Regions from separate parts of the Mus musculus genome. Here regions 1, 2, 3, 5, 6 and 7 are each linked to region 4. The links are chromatin contacts, called in public promoter capture Hi-C maps. All regions are on one chromosome and are shown on one strand. Each heading gives the region's core, a stretch centred on a gene start, on an enhancer-like site or on the middle of the called end of the contact. The rest is flanking DNA. Distances are from core to core; before and after follow the strand shown. Region 1 overlaps Cgnl1 (cingulin-like 1). Region 2 has its middle 55 kb from the start of Cgnl1. Region 3 holds the start of Cgnl1 (cingulin-like 1). Region 4 holds the start of Mns1 (meiosis-specific nuclear structural protein 1). Region 5 holds the start of Polr2m (polymerase (RNA) II (DNA directed) polypeptide M). Region 6 overlaps Tcf12 (transcription factor 12). Region 7 overlaps Cgnl1 (cingulin-like 1).

Evidence for each region. Promoter capture Hi-C pulls out the DNA fragments that hold promoters and counts their contacts.
Region 1: a promoter capture Hi-C map of pre-B cells shows a contact between it and region 4, with 5 times the contacts expected there. The contact joins the enhancer-like site here to the promoter of Mns1 in region 4. A contact is called at or near these places in 9 of 39 promoter capture datasets (the 3T3-L1 cell line, the C10 cell line, embryonic stem cells and 3 more), 1 of 115 datasets of contacts at active chromatin or transcription factors (T-cell acute lymphoblastic leukemia) and 2 of 9 other capture datasets (embryonic stem cells and macrophages).
Region 2: a promoter capture Hi-C map of the 3T3-L1 cell line shows a contact between it and region 4, with 13 times the contacts expected there. The contact joins the enhancer-like site here to the promoter of Mns1 in region 4. A contact is called at or near these places in 17 of 39 promoter capture datasets (the 3T3-L1 cell line, 3T3-L1-derived adipocytes, the C10 cell line and 10 more), 1 of 15 datasets of contacts at CTCF or cohesin (large pre-B cells), 3 of 484 Hi-C or Micro-C datasets (bone marrow-derived macrophages, embryonic stem cells and muscle stem cells), 5 of 115 datasets of contacts at active chromatin or transcription factors (T-cell acute lymphoblastic leukemia, embryonic stem cells, fibro-adipogenic progenitors and 2 more) and 4 of 9 other capture datasets (adipose tissue, embryonic stem cells, liver and 1 more).
Region 3: a contact with region 4 is called in a promoter capture Hi-C map of hippocampal neurons, with 3 times the contacts expected there. The contact joins the promoter of Cgnl1 here to the promoter of Mns1 in region 4. A contact is called at or near these places in 4 of 39 promoter capture datasets (the 3T3-L1 cell line, cranial neural crest, embryonic stem cells and 1 more) and 1 of 115 datasets of contacts at active chromatin or transcription factors (stem cell-derived neural progenitor cells).
Region 5: a promoter capture Hi-C map of embryonic stem cells shows a contact between it and region 4, with 2.1 times the contacts expected there. The contact joins the promoter of Polr2m here to the promoter of Mns1 in region 4. A contact is called at or near these places in 2 of 39 promoter capture datasets (embryonic stem cells and liver), 3 of 115 datasets of contacts at active chromatin or transcription factors (bone marrow-derived macrophages, large pre-B cells and memory CD8 T cells) and 2 of 9 other capture datasets (adipose tissue and macrophages).
Region 6: a promoter capture Hi-C map of embryonic stem cells shows a contact between it and region 4, with 2.7 times the contacts expected there. The contact joins the enhancer-like site here to the promoter of Mns1 in region 4. A contact is called at or near these places in 8 of 39 promoter capture datasets (the 3T3-L1 cell line, cranial neural crest, embryonic stem cells and 3 more), 3 of 115 datasets of contacts at active chromatin or transcription factors (double positive thymocytes, embryonic stem cells and thymocytes) and 1 of 9 other capture datasets (embryonic stem cells).
Region 7: a contact with region 4 is called in a promoter capture Hi-C map of liver, with 3 times the contacts expected there. The contact joins the enhancer-like site here to the promoter of Mns1 in region 4. A contact is called at or near these places in 4 of 39 promoter capture datasets (the 3T3-L1 cell line, hippocampal neurons and liver).

The regions. Positions count from the first base shown.
Region 1 is chr9:71,653,418-71,656,146 of GRCm38.p6, reverse strand. Cgnl1 (cingulin-like 1) reads left to right here. Exons shown (of 19, transcript NM_026599.5): 9 at 1-101; 10 at 750-854. Among named protein-coding and RNA genes, the nearest start is that of Myzap, 62 kb to the right of the region's middle. Within about 2 kb of position 1,251, at least 9 of the 459 cell types and tissues checked have an H3K27ac peak or open chromatin away from gene starts, as enhancers often do.
Region 2 is chr9:71,825,050-71,827,778 of GRCm38.p6, reverse strand. No RefSeq gene overlaps it. Among named protein-coding and RNA genes, the nearest start is that of Cgnl1, 55 kb to the right of the region's middle. Within about 2 kb of position 1,423, at least 74 of the 459 cell types and tissues checked have an H3K27ac peak or open chromatin away from gene starts, as enhancers often do. A contact at or near this core is called in adipose tissue, hippocampal neurons, muscle stem cells and 1 more, where this site is marked.
Region 3 is chr9:71,770,180-71,772,879 of GRCm38.p6, reverse strand. It overlaps Cgnl1 (cingulin-like 1), which reads left to right and starts at 1,278. Exons shown (of 19, transcript NM_026599.5): 1 at 1,278-1,371.
Region 4 is chr9:72,437,262-72,439,961 of GRCm38.p6, reverse strand. Mns1 (meiosis-specific nuclear structural protein 1) reads right to left here and starts at 1,433. Exons shown (of 10, transcript NM_008613.3): 1 at 1,283-1,433; 2 at 501-722. The coding sequence starts at 1,285.
Region 5 is chr9:71,484,611-71,487,429 of GRCm38.p6, reverse strand. Polr2m (polymerase (RNA) II (DNA directed) polypeptide M) reads left to right here and starts at 1,447. Exons shown (of 4, transcript NM_178602.3): 1 at 1,447-1,746. The coding sequence starts at 1,634.
Region 6 is chr9:71,878,304-71,881,003 of GRCm38.p6, reverse strand. All of the region lies in intron 12 of Tcf12 (transcription factor 12), which reads left to right. Among named protein-coding and RNA genes, the nearest start is that of Cgnl1, 110 kb to the right of the region's middle. Within about 2 kb of position 1,338, at least 62 of the 459 cell types and tissues checked have an H3K27ac peak or open chromatin away from gene starts, as enhancers often do. A contact at or near this core is called in embryonic stem cells, where this site is marked.
Region 7 is chr9:71,709,553-71,712,252 of GRCm38.p6, reverse strand. The region is part of intron 7 of Cgnl1 (cingulin-like 1); the gene reads left to right. Among named protein-coding and RNA genes, the nearest start is that of Gm51713, 55 kb to the left of the region's middle. Within about 2 kb of position 1,267, at least 17 of the 459 cell types and tissues checked have an H3K27ac peak or open chromatin away from gene starts, as enhancers often do. A contact at or near this core is called in liver, where this site is marked.

The DNA.
Region 1 (2,729 bases), core at 2-2,501, 780 kb after region 4:
GGATTGCGGAGCTGGAGCGCAGGGCAGCCCAGCTACAGAGGCAGATGGAGGATGTGAAGGGTGACGAGGCCCAAGCAAAGGAGACACTCCGAAAGTGTGAGGTAAGAGGGCCTTGGCTGGGGTTTGGTGGCTTATAGCCCTCCTTCCTGAAAGTGATTTCAGAGGTGGGGAAGGCAGTCAGGATTTAGTTAAGATGCCAAGGTAAACTGCAAGCATAGGCCTAGGCCACACAGTTCCCAGAGACTCAGGCATCAGATATACTAACCTCCCTGAGGCTCACTGGGGAACCTCCCAACACCTGCAGAGGCCATTGTCACACCTCCAGTAGGCTGACTCACTAAAGACATCTTTTCTTTAACACATAGCTGATATTTTTGGAGATTTTAGCAAACCAGTTATCTGGTTTGCCCAGGCTTTAAAGTAGGAAGCAGTTAGGAAAAGAGGTGGTGAGAAACGGCAGCTGAGTGGCAGAGGGCCATCCTGGGCACCTGCATGCCTTCTACAGCACGGCCTTGCCCTAGGTGGAGTTTCTGCATACCTAGGGGTAAAGCGTGGGTACTTGTATTAATGGAAAACAAAACAAGACACCAAAGTAATCCAGAAAGTCACATGTACATAAAAGTGGGACTCCAGAGGGGGATACACCCAGGCACCCAGCCGTTCCTTATCATCTTTATCCCATGACAGGCACACCATGACCATGGCCATCTCTTGACCTTACATCTTTTGACCTATCTGTTTCATTGTAGAGTGAAGTACAGCAGCTGGAGGAAGCCCTTGTGCATGCCAGAAAGGAAGAAAAAGAAGCCACATGTGCCAGAAGGGCGCTGGAGAAGGAGCTGGAGCAAGCTCGGGTAAGCCCCAGCTTTCCCTTCCTCAGTCATGTAGGTAGACATGGTCATGGGGCCTGTCCTTTCAGGGAGTGCCTTTCACCTGCATAGCCACCCTGAGTTTCAGATGGCCCATCTAGACTGGTGACTCAGAGGTAGGGGACAGTTGGTAATCTCCAGAGAGGTTTAAATTGTCACAGTGGGAAGATACTGCAGGTCTACTCTGAGCATCGTAGAAAGCACAGGCCAGCCCTACAACCATGAACTTTTCTGGTCTAAATGTCACTGTGCCAAGGCTGAGAGAAACCCTTGGTGGGAAAATTCTCGGCAGTTTTGCAGAGATAAAATACAAACTGTGTACGAAGGCTAGCAGGACTTGTCTCTCAGGTGGCATGGAGTGGCCTCTCTGCAGAAGCCAATTTCCCTTCTCCCTTGGGCAAACACATTCCATACCATGATGTCACTCCTTCAAAAACGGCTATGGAAAGAGGCAGGAAGAAGTCATTTCCTTGAGACCAGATAGCTATCTGTCTTCAAAACCAGGAGGTTCGTAGAAAACGAGATTTTCCCATTTGGATGTCAGGAAGATTATTCGAAGTCCACTGTAGTCAAAGCCAGCGTTAGATCTGTAAGTTGACCTTTGCACAGTGGCCTCAGTGTCCCTTCTTTCTGTCCTCCTCTCTCAGGTTTTTAAAATGCTGCCCAAATATCCTCGGGGTGAGTTTTGGGGAAGGTGACAGGCAAAGGGCTGGCTCCAGGAGGCTGTTGAGGTTTATGGTGGGGAACCCACTGGTTTGCAGGGTCTGGTGGGGGACAGCAAACAGGAAGTGAGTCAAACTTGGAGCCATGGTTCAGAGTTCTAAGTGCACAAGGCTGGTTTTCCTAAGTTCTCTCCTGTAGTGCTGAGCAGGAGTCACACTCAGACATCACAACACCTGGCTTTTCCTTGGGTGCTAGGGATCTGAGCTCAGATCCTCATGCCTGTACAGCAGGTACTGTACCCACTGAGCCAGGTCCCTGGGTCCCCTCTGCAGCTCCCTCTGGGAGCAATGTTGAGTGAGGCACTTGGAAGCCTCAGAGATGATGCTAACAATACAAACCCTAATAGTGGAATAAAATTTGCGTGTGCAGGGTGGGGTGGAGGGTGGGGAATCACCAGATAGGTGATTCTGAGAGCCAGAGTAGGTGGATCTACAATGGTGGCCTTGAGCTTGGGGATCATTACCTGTTAGTGGATGCAGAGCCTTTGACTACATGACTAAGATCAAAACCCAAGGTTCACTAAGCTCCCAGGGATGAAGGAGACAGGAGGAAGGTTCTCAGAGCCGTGAGAGCATAGTAACTACAGAGCAGCCTCAGAAGTGACGGGGCTTTCCCTGTCTGCTGTCTCAGCACACAGATGCCTCGGGGGAGGAGGGGATAAGCACCAAGAGCGTCTCTCTCTCTCTTTTAATATTTGTGAATATGCTACACTGTCACTGTCTTCAAACACAGAAGAGGGCATCTGATCCCTTTACAGATGGTCATGAGTCACCATGTGGTTGCTGGGAATTGAACTCAGGACCTCTGGAAGAACAGTCAGTGTTCTTAACTGCTAAGCCGACTCTCCAGCTCTAAAAGCCTTCTTTTAAGGAAAAAAAATATTTTAAAAATTAATAGCTATATGATACCTCTTATATCAGATTCAGCAAACAGCAGTAGGATATCCCTAAACATAGAATGCATATCCTAGCCTTTTCACGTGGAGTCACAGTGTTTGGAACAGATGGGAATCCATAAACTTGAATTTGAGCATTATCTCAGATAATCTTAAAATGTCCCTTAGAAATGCCACCTAGAAAAATGTTCTGTCTCCTCAGCTATCTAAGAAATGTGTTCTACACACACACACACACACAC
Region 2 (2,729 bases), core at 174-2,673, 610 kb after region 4:
CAGAAATGCATGCAGGCAAAACACTCATACACATAAAATTAAAGAAAAATTAAAAATCCAGAAAGATGTTTCCTCCCTGTTCCACTCTGTCTATTTGGGTACCTGAAAAACGTTATCCTACTAATCCAGAGCTAGAGACACGGTGTGAGCTGGAACCTGTCCCAGACTGTGGACTAGAGACCAGAAGGCTATTCTCTCCACAGAGTTGGGTTGACATGGATCTACTCAGAGCCCAGTAGCTGGCCACAGGGGAGATGGTGGAGATAATAGATGATAGAGATACTGGTGGAGATAATGCAATAGAATGACCAGGGCCTGCCACCAGACATGCGCGGCTCCCCACTGCAAGGAAGCAGAGCCGATCAAAGGCAAGTCTGTGCTCTTGGACCAATGTGTCTCTAAGAGCCTGGATATCCATGAGCAGGTGGACAAAAAGTTGGCAGAGTAGTCTATGCAGGATGAAGTGCTGATGGAGAGGTACATCGAGTTCTGGATCCACATGAACTTATCTGATTAGAGTGCTCCCTAGTGAGTGTGTGTGAAGACTGTCATACCTAGGCTTTCGGGAACATCTCCAGGATATCTGAGTATGGCGGGGTTCTACTGGATAAAGATTGGGTATTTGTCACTGTGTATGCAGATATATGTATATATCTGTATGAAAACAAATTTGGGCAAAAACAACCCCCAAAGAAAATAATACATGAACTTTTGAGTTAGAATTTCTATTGCATAGAACACCATGACCAAAAAAACTAGTTGAGGAGACAAGGGTTTATCTGGCTTACACACTGTTTTTCATTGTTGAAGGAAGTCAGGACAGGAACTCAGCAGGGCAGCAACCTAAGTCAAGAGCTGACGCAGAGGTCATGGAGGGATGCTGTTTACTGCCTTGCTTCCCCCGGCTTGCTTGCTTTCATATAGAACCCAGGACCACCAGCCCAGAGATGGCACCACCTATCACACACTGGGCCCACCTTCATTGGTCACTGAGAAAATGCCTTACAACTGGATCTCATGGGGGCATTTCCTCAACTGAGGCTCCTTCCTCTCTGATGACTCTAACTTGTGTGGAGCTGACTCAAATGCAGCCAGTATATCTTTCTTCATCAGAGCCTCTTAAAATCACTCAAAACCTGTCTGGACCTATGGCAGCTTGGGGTTCTGATGTCTGATTTGCAAATATAAAAATGCAGGAACACAGTGGCCCTGACTCCATCAGACACTCATGGTCCAGCACCCAGGTTCCACACTCCCCTTACAGCCTCCGCCCAGTGTGCTGGGCTTATTAGTCAGGAGGGATGGGGAGGTAACCTCCATCGTCATGGTAATTATAGCACTGACAGCTGGCCTCTGCTGGTGACCACTGCCCAGCACATGACTCAGTCAGGAGGCGATGGTGCTCACAGAGCATCTGAGGCAAAGCAAGAGGAACTCACTTTCCGCTCAAAGCTTCAAGGCTGAGTTTCCAGCTTGGCCTTGGCTTCGGGAGCCAGAACCTTGCAGTGTCTTGGCAATGAAACAGCTTTCGGATTTCTATTTTTAAAAGCCTTGGAAGTGCGTCACTTGGGGGATTGGGCAGAAGCCTTGTCCTGGCAACAACCCCAGAGCAACTGCAAAACCCAAATGCCACTCAGGACCCACTGGGCAATCTGTCCCACAGCGGACGGGAACAGCAGAGGCATGGGGACCCCAGCGCTCTGTCCTACGAGAGCAAACAGCTTGTGCTCCGGACTCCCACTCCCAGGCAGTCAGAAGCACGGCTCCATCACTTTGCAGGTGTTTACACAGGGGGCTCCAGTGCTAGCCAGCCAGGAGCTGGTCCAGGCTGAGAGTCACAGGAAAGAGGCATGTGAGGGAGAGAGCTTGGCATCCGGACTAGTGAAGAGACCGGAGGGGAGGGTGTTATGTGACACTATTTGTGGGAAGATGTTAACAAATGTCTGTTCTCCAACCAAAAGCAGACCAAAGTAAGGATACCAACCAAGTCCAACAATTAGCCTATTGGTCATTTACAGGGACCACACATGGGTCACTCAAAAGTTGCTTCACTGCTAAAAGCCCATACCATATGGCTGAAAACTCCCAAATCTGAATTGTGTGGAGCAAGTGAAGTCTTGAAGTGTTGTTGGCATGGGAACGGCCACGTCGAGGATCCCAACTCTTCAGCCCTATGGGAGTGGCAAAGTCTTCCCCTCATGAGGCTCAGAGGGCTGGCAAAGTTTTTCTCTTGTCCAAGTGCTAATGTCAATTAATGGTGCATGAAGAAAGTGTCTACATAGCTTCCCCCACAACCCACCATGTTTATAGCCTGAAGACTATTCCCTTACAGAGCCTGCTTCTACCAAGTTTAGAGCTAAACCTGTCTCCTTGTCCAGCTGTGCACCATAAGCCCCACCTCCTTGTTCACCAAAATAAACAGACTAATTTCTAGGGTGCTGAGGCTTCTCCATCAGAGAGTCCAGTCTGCTTGGCCCCAGTCAGCTATTTCTTGATTTCCCTAAAACCCAAGCTGTGCAAGGACATGACAGACAACCCTGGAAGTGTCTGCCTGACTTGCATGCTGCAGGACAGGTCAGAGTCTCCTATCCCTGGCAGTCCTTATTCTTTCTCTAAGGTTGAGGAGGGAGGGGCCTTGTAAATCTAATAAGCTTCAGAGACTTCCTGAGCCTTGTGAGTTACTCAAATCCCACCTAGAACTACCTGGAGCGCAACAAGTTTCTCTCCAG
Region 3 (2,700 bases), core at 29-2,528, 670 kb after region 4:
CCCAGATGTCTTTGCACTGGCAAGCAGTCCCGTTGAGAACACTGTTCATGCAGTTTTATCATCTACAAAGCCCAGACTTGAGAACTAAGCAATCAAGTTTCACAAAAACGTGCAATGTTTTAAGTAGGCTTACTACTTTCTTTTTGTTGGGAGGAGGGACAAAGGTTGCATTCATAACTATACTCGGCTGACTAGGCGTGGAGCATGCCTGGTAGACCCACTGTTTCCAAAGGGGTCCAGGGAGAATAGCTTCCTCCTTTGTCTTCTTTTTAAAGATCACTTGAAAATATTTTTTTTTCAAGTTTTGCCTGCATGTATACCTGTGCGCCACATATATGCAGTACCCGAGGAGGCCAGAAGATGGCACTAGATCCTCCTGGCACTGAAGTTAACAAAGGTTTTGGGAGCTGTCTTGATGGTGCTGGGAATTGAACCAGATCTTATAGAACAGAAACAGATCTTAACTTCTGAGCCATTTCTCCAGCTCTGTAAATAAATACAAGCACGTTTCATCACTGTGCAACTTTTCTTCTATTGCTGTTGCAGTTTTCCTACAAAATAATCACTATTACTTTTTGAAATCTTTTCACGTTACTGTTTTGAGTGACTGAATTTTTGAGTGTTGATTTTATTCAACATGTTTGTCAGTAAACATTTACTTATTAAAATACTGTAAGACACATGCCATTTCTGCAGTCCTTTCTTCAGGAATAACAAGCCGTTGAGTGAGTGCCTCGCTCACTTTACAATGGAGGAAACTGAACTTGGAAATGACACCCTGGCCTTCCCAGTTGGCAATGTAATGCCACCTTCCCTGGAAAACTAACTAAACTAGGGCCTGAGAGTTTGTCTCTAATGTCTGTGCTGCTACCAGGAGCCAGGTGACCTCAGAGCTAGGCCCAGCTTTAGCTTATAGACGTCACTTTGTCACTTCGTGCCTTTTGTGATTTGCTTCTAGGTGACAGAACAAGGCTGAGTGGAAGAATGGGGGGAAACTGAGATCTGGGGTGGGATTGCGGAATAGGGAAAGTTTCCTGGAGGAGGGGTTGTAAGGGGGTGCTGAGAGAGAGAAGAGAGTGGCTGCGGGTGGGAACGGGGTGCTGGTATGGGCGCAGGGAGGTCTCAGGGCGCAGATGGGGCAGGGTTTCAGGGATCGCCCGGGACTGTCCGCGAGGGGCCGCAGTCCTCGGTCCGCCGGGTCCTGGGTCGCTGGGAGGGTCCGGACGCAGACCCGCCTGCTCCTCCTCCCGGGAGGGCGGGCGACTGCAGGGCGGGGCGGGGCTGGCGCGGCCTCCTGGCGACGCGGCGGCCGCTGCTCTCCGGCCCGGCTCTGCGGGCAGCTGCCGGAGCGGGACCCTGGAGGCAGAGGCGGTAAGTGAGCTCCGAGCGGGAGCCCGGAGGGTGTGCGCGGGACCCCGGAGCCCAGACGGTGCCCGGGAACTCGACAGGCTCGAGCTCCTGCAGCTTTGCGCAGTGCTCAGCCTCAGCGTCGGTCGTGGGATCCGGGCGCCGCGGCTGCAGTCCCGGGGCTGGAGGTGCGCTCCTGCCTCCTACGCTGAGCCCAGTACTGCAGACGAGTCGGACAGTTGGTGGCGAGCCTGTACAGGGCTCTAGTGACAGCTGCGGGCGAGCCCCACGGAGCACCGCACTCCCAACCCTTCCCTGCAGTGTTTGATCTCAGTGCTCTTTAAGCCATTCCTTAGAACAGGCTGGTGGCCGCTCCGCTGTCCTGGCCCCGCGTGCCACTGCACTGTCCAGGCAGGTCACCCCGAAAGCCCTTAAACCACGAGAGCACTTTTTTCGCTTTCTGAGGGACTTTTCCAAGTTGCATCACCGTTTGGCTTCAAGGTAGGTGCCTGGCTGTGGTGTTGGACTTACAGAGACTTTTTTTTTTTTTTTTAAGAACTTTGTATATTTACTGTGTGCGTGCCCTTTTACCCCAAGAACCCTTCCAACGCCGAGTACCCTGCTCAAAATACTGTAGGAGTTCTTTTAAAGAGGACTTGGCTTGCAGAGTGGGCTACACACCTGGTGAGATTTAAATCAAAACCAATGAAAAGATTCTCACCTTCCTCGCGCCCCCCACCCCCACCCTGGGTACATCTCTACTCCAGGGGTCTGGGGGTAGTCGGCGGTGGGAACTTTTAAAAAGCGACCCCGGGTGGTTCTGGGTGCAGCCAAGTTTGGAAGAGCAGAGCGCTCAGGCTCCTGACCCACCTCTCCACCAGGGGAGCCTGTGGACGCAGCCTGCTAACCTTAGACCGCAGGTGGTGCCATTTAAAAAATAAAAGTTCTCTTTGTTCCTAATTCTATTTACAGTAAATATTTCCGGGGGCACTTTCTATTTAGGAGGTTGGAGTGTGGGCATTAAATTCTGAAGTCATTGCCAGAGTCAAGGTTATATAGTCCTGTCAGGGAAAACCAAGTGATTCGGAAAAGTGTCTCAGATGAAGAGAACACTTAGGATTTGGTGAGCTTTTGTAGACCTCCTCCTTACACAGGCACGTGTGTACAGACACAAAAGCACTTGTGTTACATAAACGTGGGGATTTTCCTGGGAGTGGAGAGACCCTGAAGGGTTTCATTTGTGAGTTAGTTATTTTTGATGTGTGCTCGCGTCCTCAGGAGCAGCCATGTGTATGTTCCTTGATAGAATAAATAACACCTGAGTTAGGGGGTTAGCGTTTCCAGTACCAAGGC
Region 4 (2,700 bases), core at 184-2,683:
CTCATGATAGATTTAGCCAGCAGAGCAGGATGTAAACACACGCATTCAATAACTGAATTCTTCAAAAATTAAAAATATGAGTAAGTGTACATCTCACACATATGTCCATCTCCTACCACTTTAATAGTGTCTATGTTTAACGTCATGAATTTTTAGAAAGGAAGGAATTTCTTAAATTTCTTATTAGAAATGTAGAGAAGGCAACACGGTTGCACTCACATAAACAAAACTGTGATGTTAACAATTACGGATTTCATGCTTATGTTTAAAAACAAAAATGGATATTCTTGCCAAATGCTATTCTAAAGTCTTTCGATTTGCTCGTTGTTAAAAGCATGCAAACTGACCAACTGACACCACGTTCTTCAGCTAAAATAACCAGGACTCCAAAGGATTCAGTCAGTTCCCAGCTCTCTGTATTTCCTCAACTCCAGGCAGGGCTGACAGCCATCTTTCACCTTTTCCAAGGAAAGAAAACTAACAAGGACATTGCAACTTACTTTTTGGATGGCTTCTTCCATGTCGAGCTCAAACTGCTCATTCTGCAGCACTCTGAGGAACCTCTGGCGTTCCACCTTCTCGTCGTTTTCATTTTGCACCACTTGGTTCTTGGCTTGCCTCTCTAACTTATTCATGACTTGTATGTTCAATGATTTGCGGAATTTTTCATCTACTAACTTCTGATGCTTTTCACTAAAGCTCAAAGCTCTCTTTTTGGTCGCCTACAAGTGCGAGGGGGAAAGGGAAATACACAGAATTCAATATTCTTCTTTCAAAAAGATACTGCTGAAAATCCCTATAATAAACACTATAAAATAGGTAACAGTATAAAAGGTCTTTGGCTTTAATTCAGGATATACTAATTAATATTTAAATATGATAATGTAAACTTAACGGCGTACTGATTGAGTACTACTAATAGTCCCTGTTTTGTAGTGGAAGCAGGAAAAGTTAAATTAAAATTCAACAGCGTCAGTGAGTGCGATGCGGATGCTCTCCAGCTGCAGCTTTACCACCAGAGAGTTGCCTTTCCCCCCACCCACAACAGAGCAGATTTAAAGATGTATCTATTTCGATGAGAGGGGGAAAGGTGCAGAAATGCCTGGAGTGTTCCTGGAAAAAAAAAAAAAAAAAAACCCAGAACCTTCTAGTAAGCAAATCGAAGTTTCTCACTGACCTCTCGGATTACGCACTTCAAATTGTATTTCAGAGAGCTCAAGACTACAAATAAACAGTTTGAAAGTCCCTGACCGACCCTTCCCCCGGCCTCCGAGCTGCTTACCATCTCGGTTGGCTTTAAACCTCCTCCTCCGGCAGGATGGGTCTCTGCCTCAGTTGCAAACGCGTCTTCCGGAGCAGCAGCCACGGCAGCGGATACCTGTGCACGCTGGGTTAAGTTTAAGCTGTGTCCCGGCAACCGCCAAAAATGCACCGCCCGCCCAAGAGGGACGCGGCCTCCCATTGGCTGGCACAATATCCAATCAGCACGGAGAGTCTTCGTTGCCAGGCAGGAGCGCTCCTTCCATAGGACCAAGCCAAAAGCGCGAAGTTCGGACGCTTTGCCCTAGCGGGAGCCGTTTACATCCGAAGGGAGCTAATCTCTGCGGTCTGGAGCCCAGCTAAAGCCCCAAGGAACCCCAATAAGCTCGGACTTGTCACTGCAGTGGACTGAGGGATGGTGCCCCTCTACCATCCTCAGTCGGTAGCAAGTTGCCTAACGTGGGTGCTGGGCCCTCCAAAAGAGCAGCAGGGCCCCCTACCGAGCCATTGCTCCATCCCTGATACACTCATTTTAGAGATGAAATATTTTGAGAACTTAGAGACACGGACGAGACCTATTTACTTACCTGGAACAGAAGCCACTGGATCGCTAGCGGAGTGTGAGACTGGAGAGCACGTGAAAACGGAACGGAACAGGTGTGGATGCATACTTGCAATCCCAGTGCTCTCTAAGGCCAGGACCACGTGCCGAGGGATGGCACCACCCACTGTGGTCTAGACCCCCCCCCCCATATTCATTAGTAACAATAATGATAATAGTCACCGCACGCCTTTAATCCCAGCACTTGGCAGGCAGATTTCTGAGATCGAGGCCAGCCTGGTCTACAGAGCCAGGACAGCCAGGTCTATACAGAGAAACTCTGTCTCAAAAAAAACAAAAAACCAAAAATAAATCATATATGAAACTGACTGTGGGGCAAAGCATATAATGCAAAGCATTCTTGGACTTAGGATGCAGCTAACAATCCCTTGGAACTCTACTAAGAATGTGGTTTGTGTAACTTTAAATTTTAGCTAATACATTAAAACCAAAAATTGTGTCTTGTGGAATATCATGGAACATCCTGGTGCATTGTATAATATTTAAATCAGTAAACATCAAAATATTTCTTTAGGGTTAAACAATCTTTTCCTCTGTGTGGTTTTTTTTTGTAATGTACAGCATATTACCATCCTACACCCCCACCTGGCTGTGCACCCCTGTACTTCTGACTATATTTTGCTAACTGCAGTCTAGCCCTTCGCCATTTCCCCCTGCCCTAGCCCCTGTCATCACCAATCTGCTTACAGTTTCTGTGAAATCAACATTGTTAAAGACTCTACGTGTTTTCACAATCATACTTTATCTTTTTTTCTTAAGAACTTTTTGAGATTTAACTTTACGTAAATAAAGTGTCTATGCGCCATTATGTGCCTGAT
Region 5 (2,819 bases), core at 198-2,697, 950 kb after region 4:
AAGTTCTTGAAGAATATTGGCTTTTATCTAATCACCAAAAATTCTTCTATCTTCCAAAATGAGTTCATATCTGATATATGGGCTTCCTGAAACCTAACTGTCCAGAACTAACTACATGCTGTGGTCTCTTAGATCTCTTAGCAATGCTTCAAAGATAATTGTTTCGAAGTCCATCAGGTATAAGTGTTATAAAAACAATGAAATGTGACTCTCCCTGAGAAGCCCATGCCCATCTCTGGGTATATGTTCCATTTGAGCACTTTTATATCTCTGAACACTCATACTTAGGCCTGTATGAAAATATTTTTTATTAGACTCCTATTCTCCTAGTCCTGAATATTTTCAGCATCAAAGTTACAAACCCTGGTTTGAAATCCCTAAAAGATTAGAGGAATTTCTCAGGCCGTGGAAGTCAAGAGTGGAGCCGTTCTTCCTTTCTATTCCCTTTGTTAATATGGCTTAATAAGCCCACTCTTAAGAGAAATGAGAGTTTATGTTGACATGAACATCTATTAAAAATGTTGACAGTGACTTGATCTGTGATCATTAAGAACTGAAAACAACTCAAATATCCTTCAGCATAAACACACAACTCACAATGCAATACTGCCTAGCAATAAAAAAGGGGCAGGGCAGCAAAGCCCGAATCAGAAACTGTCCAACTACTTGCCAAAGACGCTGTACTATTTTGCATCCTCTGCTCCCCCATTAGCAGTCTGTAGGAATCTCAGTCGCTCTTCATTATTTCCAACAGTTGACATGGTCGACCTTTCTAATTCCTGATATTCTGACTTGCTCAAATATTCAAATCTTGTTTTGTTTGAGACAGAGTCACTTTGCAACCTCGAATTCACTATGTAGATCAGGCTGGCCTTGAACTCAGTCAGCCAGACTTAAAGGCATGCACGACCATACCTGACTATATTGTTTCTAATATGCATTTTATTATAGCTAGCTATATTGGTCACTTGTTATTTTTTGAAGACTAAATTATGTTAATGTGTGTGTGTTTGTGCGCAGGTGTCTGGAGAAGCCAGAGTTTGTGAAGTGCCCTGGAGCTGCAGTCTAAAGGCATTTGTAAGCTACCCAACAGGGGCACTGGTACCCAAACTCTGGCATACTGCAAAAGCAGTATGCCCTCTTAGCCACTGAGCCATCATTATAACCCCGTTATTTATTTTAACTGTGATTAATGTCCATTCAGGAATCCCTGTAAATTTTTTGTCCAAAACTTTGATTGCTTAATCGTAGATGCGACGCTCTATTACTTTCGTCATATTTTACTTATTAGAAGTGAGTTTGTAAGTCTTTGACTTGAGTGTCCTATATTTCCCAGTGCACAGGCGAAAAGCCGGGAAAGCAAAAGGCCCATCCAGAGAAAGCCCGCCAAACCCAGACGCCTTGGCGGTGATGTAACTTCCGCCCCTGCACGCTTCCTCGGGCGTCCCCTCGTCCTGGCCTGTCCGTTTCCGGCATTTCAATAAAGCTCCCTTCGGCTCGGAGAAGCCGTGCTCTTCCGGGAAAATGGCGACTCCCGCTCGCGCTCCAGAGTCGCCGCCGGCCGCGGAGCCAGCGCCCGCCGTGGGCCCCGCCGGGGATCCCTGCCCGCCGCGCCAGCCGCAGCCCGTGCGCAATGTTCTCGCTGCCCCGCGGCTTCGAGCCCCCAGCTCCCGAGGACTTGGGGCGGCAGAGTTCGGCGGAGCTGCGGGAGAGGTTGAGGCGCCAGGAGAGACTTTTGCGCAACGAGTAAGCGGTGGCCCTGGGGTCGCGGTTGCGGGGGATCGGGATCAGGGAACAGGCTCTCAGGGATCGGGATCCGGGGACTTGGTCTCCCGCCCCGCCCCGCGGCCTGGCGCGCGAAGGTGACCTTGCGTGGCCAGGCCTCCCGAGCCAGGCCTGTCCTGTGCGCGGGCATGGCTCCATGCTGCCCGGCCCTCACTCGGCAGCCGCGCCTGCTCGATTTCATGTTCGCACTACAGCTTTGAACGAGCTCCGGTACCAAAGCCTCTTGATCGGAACGTGTGGGATTTCCTTCTCTCTATCTGAAGCCCCACTCTTTCCCCAACCATAGATTTGGAGAGCGGGCTGGAAAGTTTGGTTCATGCGTAGTGGGGAGAAGATGATAGCTGATTGCCTAAAGGCAGCTTTGTTTAGGAACAGGATTGAAGGAAGACGCCAAAAGGATATTTTCTGAGAGGTTTTTTTTTCAGCAAGGAGGGAAAAATGGACCATGAAGGCAATCGAGGGATTGGGGGAACTGGTGTAATAATTTGGAGACAAATATATATTAATAGTTAACAGGTGGTTGAAGTTTCTGGGGAGCAACAAAGAATAATGGGAAAATTGGGAGAGAGGGATGGATTTTAGGTTAATTTTTTATTTTGGGCGTATTCAGTTGAGGGAGTAATTGCAGGCATTTAGTTAATTAAAAGCCAACCGATTAAAACCCAGAGGAATGAGTATTAGGCACAAGAGAGAGAAGGCTGAAAAAAACCGAGAGGAACTCAGTTGCAGAGAGGCATTAATACTGTTGAAAACGTGGGAATAAATGTATCAGGAAAAATAGAGGACCCAAGGTTTAGCCCCCTTCTCCTGTTTGTTATATAACCAAGGAAAAGAACCAGAAAGGGAATTTTTGTCACTGAGGGAAAGGAGCCAATGACCATTTGGCAGGAGGGGTTCCTACTAGAAACAGGTAGGTATTTTGACTTTTCAAGATTGGGTTGTTAATTTTAGCAGTGAATTAACCTTCTGGTCTTGGAACATTTTTATACTCTTTAAGAGTTATTTGGCATCTCAAAGAACTCCTGTTTATATAT
Region 6 (2,700 bases), core at 89-2,588, 560 kb after region 4:
CCTTGATTTTCCTTCCATATTATGAACAGCATGCTAGAGAAACTAGGATGGCATTTGGAGAAAAAAGTCCAGATTTACTATGAGTGGAGGCCAGGAAGAAATGTTTAATCTAGCTAGTGGGTGGGCTTTGGTTGTCATGGAAACTCATCTCTGTCATCCTGTGTTGTTACTAAGCGGGAACAGCCAGGTCATTCCATAAATCATTTCTGTCATAGTTGAGAGTGATACATTCCATCTGGTCCATCACTGCAGACCCTCATGTGCACACTTCCTGTCCCTTCAGCCTCCCCCTACTTCTCCAACAGCATTGTTTCTTCAGCTTTCCTTACAGACTCACATTCACATTAATAATGTTTAGTTTTTAAAATATACTAAAAAACAAAAACAGTAATTGGAAGAATTAGGAGAAATGAGAGAAAGAAACTTAGGGAGGATTACATGTGCGAATCTGAATGCATATCAGAATTTTATGTTAAGTATTACAAATGGTTAGAATGTGGTGTCTCTAATATAATAATAGCATCTATTTTTGATGGGAAAATACCACTGTTGTCATTAGAAGTTAATTCTAGTTCCCTAGTTGCTTTAGAAGGTCTTTCATGTGTGAAACACCAGAGGGTACAACCTTTGTTCTTCAGTTTAGGTTTTAAAGAACACGCAGAATGCTGCGTGATTAAACATGTAAGGCCAGATAATGCGTTTGCAAAGGTTCTTTTATTTTAGGTTTAAGCCTGGATAATTGTGGTCTTAATCTCAGGATAGCAAGAAAGAGAATTGTACATGAAGGTATTTACACAAAGTCCCCAAAGCCCTATGGATTGTGCACTAGTTTAGATAATAGACGTGGGTAGATAGAAGGAAAGGAAAAATCTGTGTGTCCCTGAACATTTGCCAGACAATCACCCTTTAAGACTGTGCCCATGGAGAGTTATATGCAGGAAGAAACATCTGGTTTATTTCAGGGCCTAATACCATATCAAAACATTCAGTCTTTAATTTAGAAGAGATCAAACGAGAAGACTGTTTAACTTTGTTGATTATATCAGACTTCTTTGTGATAATTTATGTTTTGATTTCTATGAGCCAGGGAGGGAAGAAGAGAGGGAGAATGTGTGCGTTTTAATCTAGATAGTTAAATGGTCAGTAGTCCCTAACAAAAGAAAAGAAAATCCAGGGAAGTTGATGTTTAGAAGTAATTCATGAAATAAGTTTCTTTGTTCCTTAGACTCAATAACATTAGCATAATAAAGATTAACTGAAATGTCCAAAAGCTTCAGTGTTTAAAACCTTGGACTCTGCCTTCCAGGGTTGGGCCTGGAGCTCTCCATTGTTTCTGTTTGTCTGAAGCTCCTTTCATTAGCCTCTGGCTTTATTGGCACCCTACTGATTGGAATAGACCATGACTGATAGGAGGAGGAGCCTCATTTGTTGCAGTAAAATGAGGAATATTACCGTTTAAGTCTGGCAGAAGGTACTGGGAGTTATTCATCATTGGCCATTTAACTATGAGTGCCTGTGGGCTGCATGTAAAATGAGCTCTGACTTTGTTCCTGCCCCAAACTCTAGCCACTACCACCTCCGTTTTTAACGTGACTTTTTTCTTCCTTAAACACCAATATTCAATAAACACTAATTTTTCTTCCTTAAACACCAGAAAATAGAGAGAAAAATCTTCATTTAGAATGGTCTTTGCCAAAAAAGTCTGATATTTAGGATTTCTAAAGAAATCACGATTTTTATGAAATAATGTGATTCAGTTGTTTTGGTGATGGAATGAGCCTGCAGAGATACAGGCTGGTGAAGTGATCTGCCATCAGAAAGGCTTCTGTGTACCGGTATTGCTCTGCCACTCTTCCTCCCACATATGTCCTCTCTTTATGAGAGTAAGAAGTATAAACTCTGCTTTCTTCCACATAAAGGAACTCTAACCAGCATTTGACATACTTAGGGATTGCTTCATTGGAAGGGCAGAGCTGAAGAATTGGCAGTCCATTCACGCCCTAGAAAGCCTGTGCCTACCTAAGTGTGAGATACACATAGCCTAGAACATTAACATTAATTCTCAGCAATCATAGAACCTCAAGACATAATTGTTCTCAAAGTTTATGCCATTTTGTAGATTTGGAGTGAAGTCTATAACAAGCTCTTTCATTTTCTTGTTTCTGTTTTTTGATCCCCATTAACTAAATACTAAGGTAAAAATCTGTTATTTAAAGAATCTTTTTACTGATAATTATTATAGCAAATTTCACATGCAGTTTATCACTTATTAAAGTCCCAACACCGGGAAAACAAACAAATGGATGCCCAGGGCTTGGCCAGCTAGAGAGTCAGGCCAGTGAGAGATCCTGTCTCAAAAATAGGGTGGACAACTCCTAGGGAACAACGCCTGAGATTGTCCTCTGGCCTCCACACACATGCATACACAGATTTAAAACAGTGTGAAAATGATGCATATTTATCCCAGAAACTGAGAATTGTGAATACTGGTGTGTAGAGAGAGAAAGGGGGGGCAAAGAAAAGGGGGAGCACAGCCAAAATAAAGAAGAGAAGAGGAAAGAAAGCAGAGTAGTGACTCAGAGTTGAGATGTGACCTACTCAGCCTGTCAAGTGATGAAGCCAGCAGCCAGTGTGAGGCAGGGGACAGTGAGAGTCGGTTCAGGAGTCATTCACCAGGGTCTGTAAACATAGGAAGGTCAT
Region 7 (2,700 bases), core at 18-2,517, 730 kb after region 4:
TGTGTACATGTACAAGTGCTCATGTGTGGGGGTCAAAAGATAACTTTTAGAAGTTGGTTCTCTCCTTCCACCTTGTGAGTCTCAGGGATTGAACTCAGACCACCAAACTTGGCGGCAAGCACCTCCACTTGCTGAGCCGGCCCATTGGCCCATGAGACCCATTTCTTAGCTGGAATACAAAAACAATCTTAGAACTAGTGTTTGGCCCTTTTTCTGTCCATTCAAGTGGCCTCAAGTCTAACATGCAACACCTGTCCAGGGGGTTTTCTGGTGGACAGATGTCATTGATGAGTCTGCAGAGCTGAGAGGTGGCCCTGTCCCATAGAGGCTGCTGTGTCTTGCTCCTGGCCTTCCGGGCCTTCAGCGTCTCTGAAATGCTCAGCTCCAAAACCTTGGAGAGAGTTGGAGCCTGGGCACTCCTAAAATAAACATACACTGTGATTCGTCTAACATTACCTGGATTCTAATACAAGTGGCTGAGCAATGCCGTGGCTCTCTCCAGCCACCTTGCACTTTCTAGGCCATTGGTTAAAGCAGTGGCTCTCCACCTTCCTAAAGCCGTGACCTTTAATACCGCTCCTCATGTTGTAGTGACCACCCCCCCATTATAAGATTATTTTCATTGCTACTTCATAACTGTAATTTGCTACTGTTATGAATTGTAATGTAAATATAGGATACAGGATGTTTGATATGTGACCCCTGTAAAAAGATTGTTCAAAGGGGTCATGACCCACAGAACTTGTCAGAACCAGAAAAAAAAAAATGACCGAATTCTGTTAGACTCCTACAATACAAAACCTTCTTCTACCCCAGCAATGGGCATGGGCCAGGCGTAGTTTTTTTCATTTTGGCTCACAGGACTGCGGTGGATGTGGGATGCAGTTCTCTGTGGTCAGGGCTTGCAGCTGGGGGTGGGGGGACATCCCAGTGCTCGTCTCTCAGCAGCCTGCTGTTAGGATCACTGCTACAGCAGATAGCAGCTTCCTACAGGATGCACTTCCTTTGTCTCCAGCTTCTTCCTTCCTGCGGTTTTAGGTCGTGGCTGAGTTTCTTTGCTTTAGTTTCAAGAGATGAAATCCCCCAGAGTCCCTTACCCGCAGTGCACCTTTCCAGCCTTTTCCAGCAGACAGCACTCTGTTGTACTGCTTGCATCTAACACTTAGGCCACACACAGTGTCAGTGTTCAGCTTTCTGGGTGGTTTGTGGTCAGGTCTGTGGTCACTCCATGGGGAAAAGAAGGCACTAGGTCCTGTCCAGGCCACGCCCTCTGCTCTAATGTTTATCAGCTGTGTGACCTGGGCATGATTGAGACAGATAGACAGGCAGCCATACAGCGAGAGCGATCGATCGATCGAGCAAGCGAGCAAGAGAGAGAGAGAGGCAGGAAGATATGAGAGACAGAGAAACAGATTGAATGAATGTGCGTGCATGCGTGTGTGTGTGTGTGTGTGTGTCTGTGTGTGCCTGTGTGTCTGTGTGTGTGTGAGTATACATGTGGGTTCAAGAGGAAAACCTCATTTCTCAAATGTCAGCCCTACCTTGATATCTGAGACAAATCTCAAAAGTTGCCAAGCAGGCCAACTAGGTTACCTATCTCTATCTCTGAAGCTGGGATTGAATACGCCTGCCACTCAGCCTGACTTCTTCTTCTTCTTCGTCTTCGTCTTCGTCTTCGTCTTTCTTCCTTCTTCCTTCTTTCCTTCTTCCTTCTTTCCTTCTTTCCTCTTTCCTCCTCCTCCTCCTCCTCCTTCTTCATCTTCATCTTCGTCTTCTTCTTCTTTTGTGGTTTTTCAAGACAGGGTTTCTCTGTAGCCCTGGCTGTCCTGGAACTCACTTTGTAGACCAGGTTGGCCTGGAACTCAGAAATCCACCTGCCTCTGCCTCCCAAGTGCTAGGATTAAAGGTATGTGCCACCATGCCCGGCTCTTTTTCTTCTTTTTTAAAGCAAGTACATTATTCTGGGGATTGAACTAGCGCCCTGAGCCGGCTCCCCATCCCCAGATGTGTGATGTCAGAGGATGAGTGTTAGCATCTCAGAGCTCCTGGCTTTCTACCTTTTGATCTTGATCTCTTTGAATAGTCTTTTTTAAAATTATTATTATTTTTAGAAATAATATTATTCTCATGCAATCAAGTGCCAGCTTTTTTAGATCTTCCCTTACTTGCCCTCCATATACACTAAATTTTTTGTTTTGTTTTGTTTATTTAAATTGCGTTTCTTTATTTTTATGGATGTGGGTATGGGCATGCCCTTGTCTTTGCCTGTGGTGTGGAGGTTAGAGGACAGCTTGTGGGAGGGAGTCAGTTCTCTGCTTCTAGCACTGAGTGCTGAGGGTCAGACTCTGCCCGGACTCGGAAGCTAGCACCTTTACCTGCTAAGCCATCTCACAGGCCCCACGGTAGGTGTGAAATGGCTGGTTCCTTGTCACATGGCCCCTCTTGACTGCATGAAGGTTTAGAAATTAGTGATTCTAAGTAGCCAGATTTCCCCTTGATTTCCTTGACTGTAGTCTCTAGAGAGGTACATTTCTCTCTACTGGATGCTTGTTTATAGTTTAAGTTTCTCCTAGTTACCACTTTCCTCTTTATTTGATATAATTAAGATTTCATGCATTGAAGTGAAGTTTTGGAAACTGTATGTGCCTATTGGTCTTCCTGCTGGAAACTACTGTGTGATATGGCAAGGTGTAATCTGAT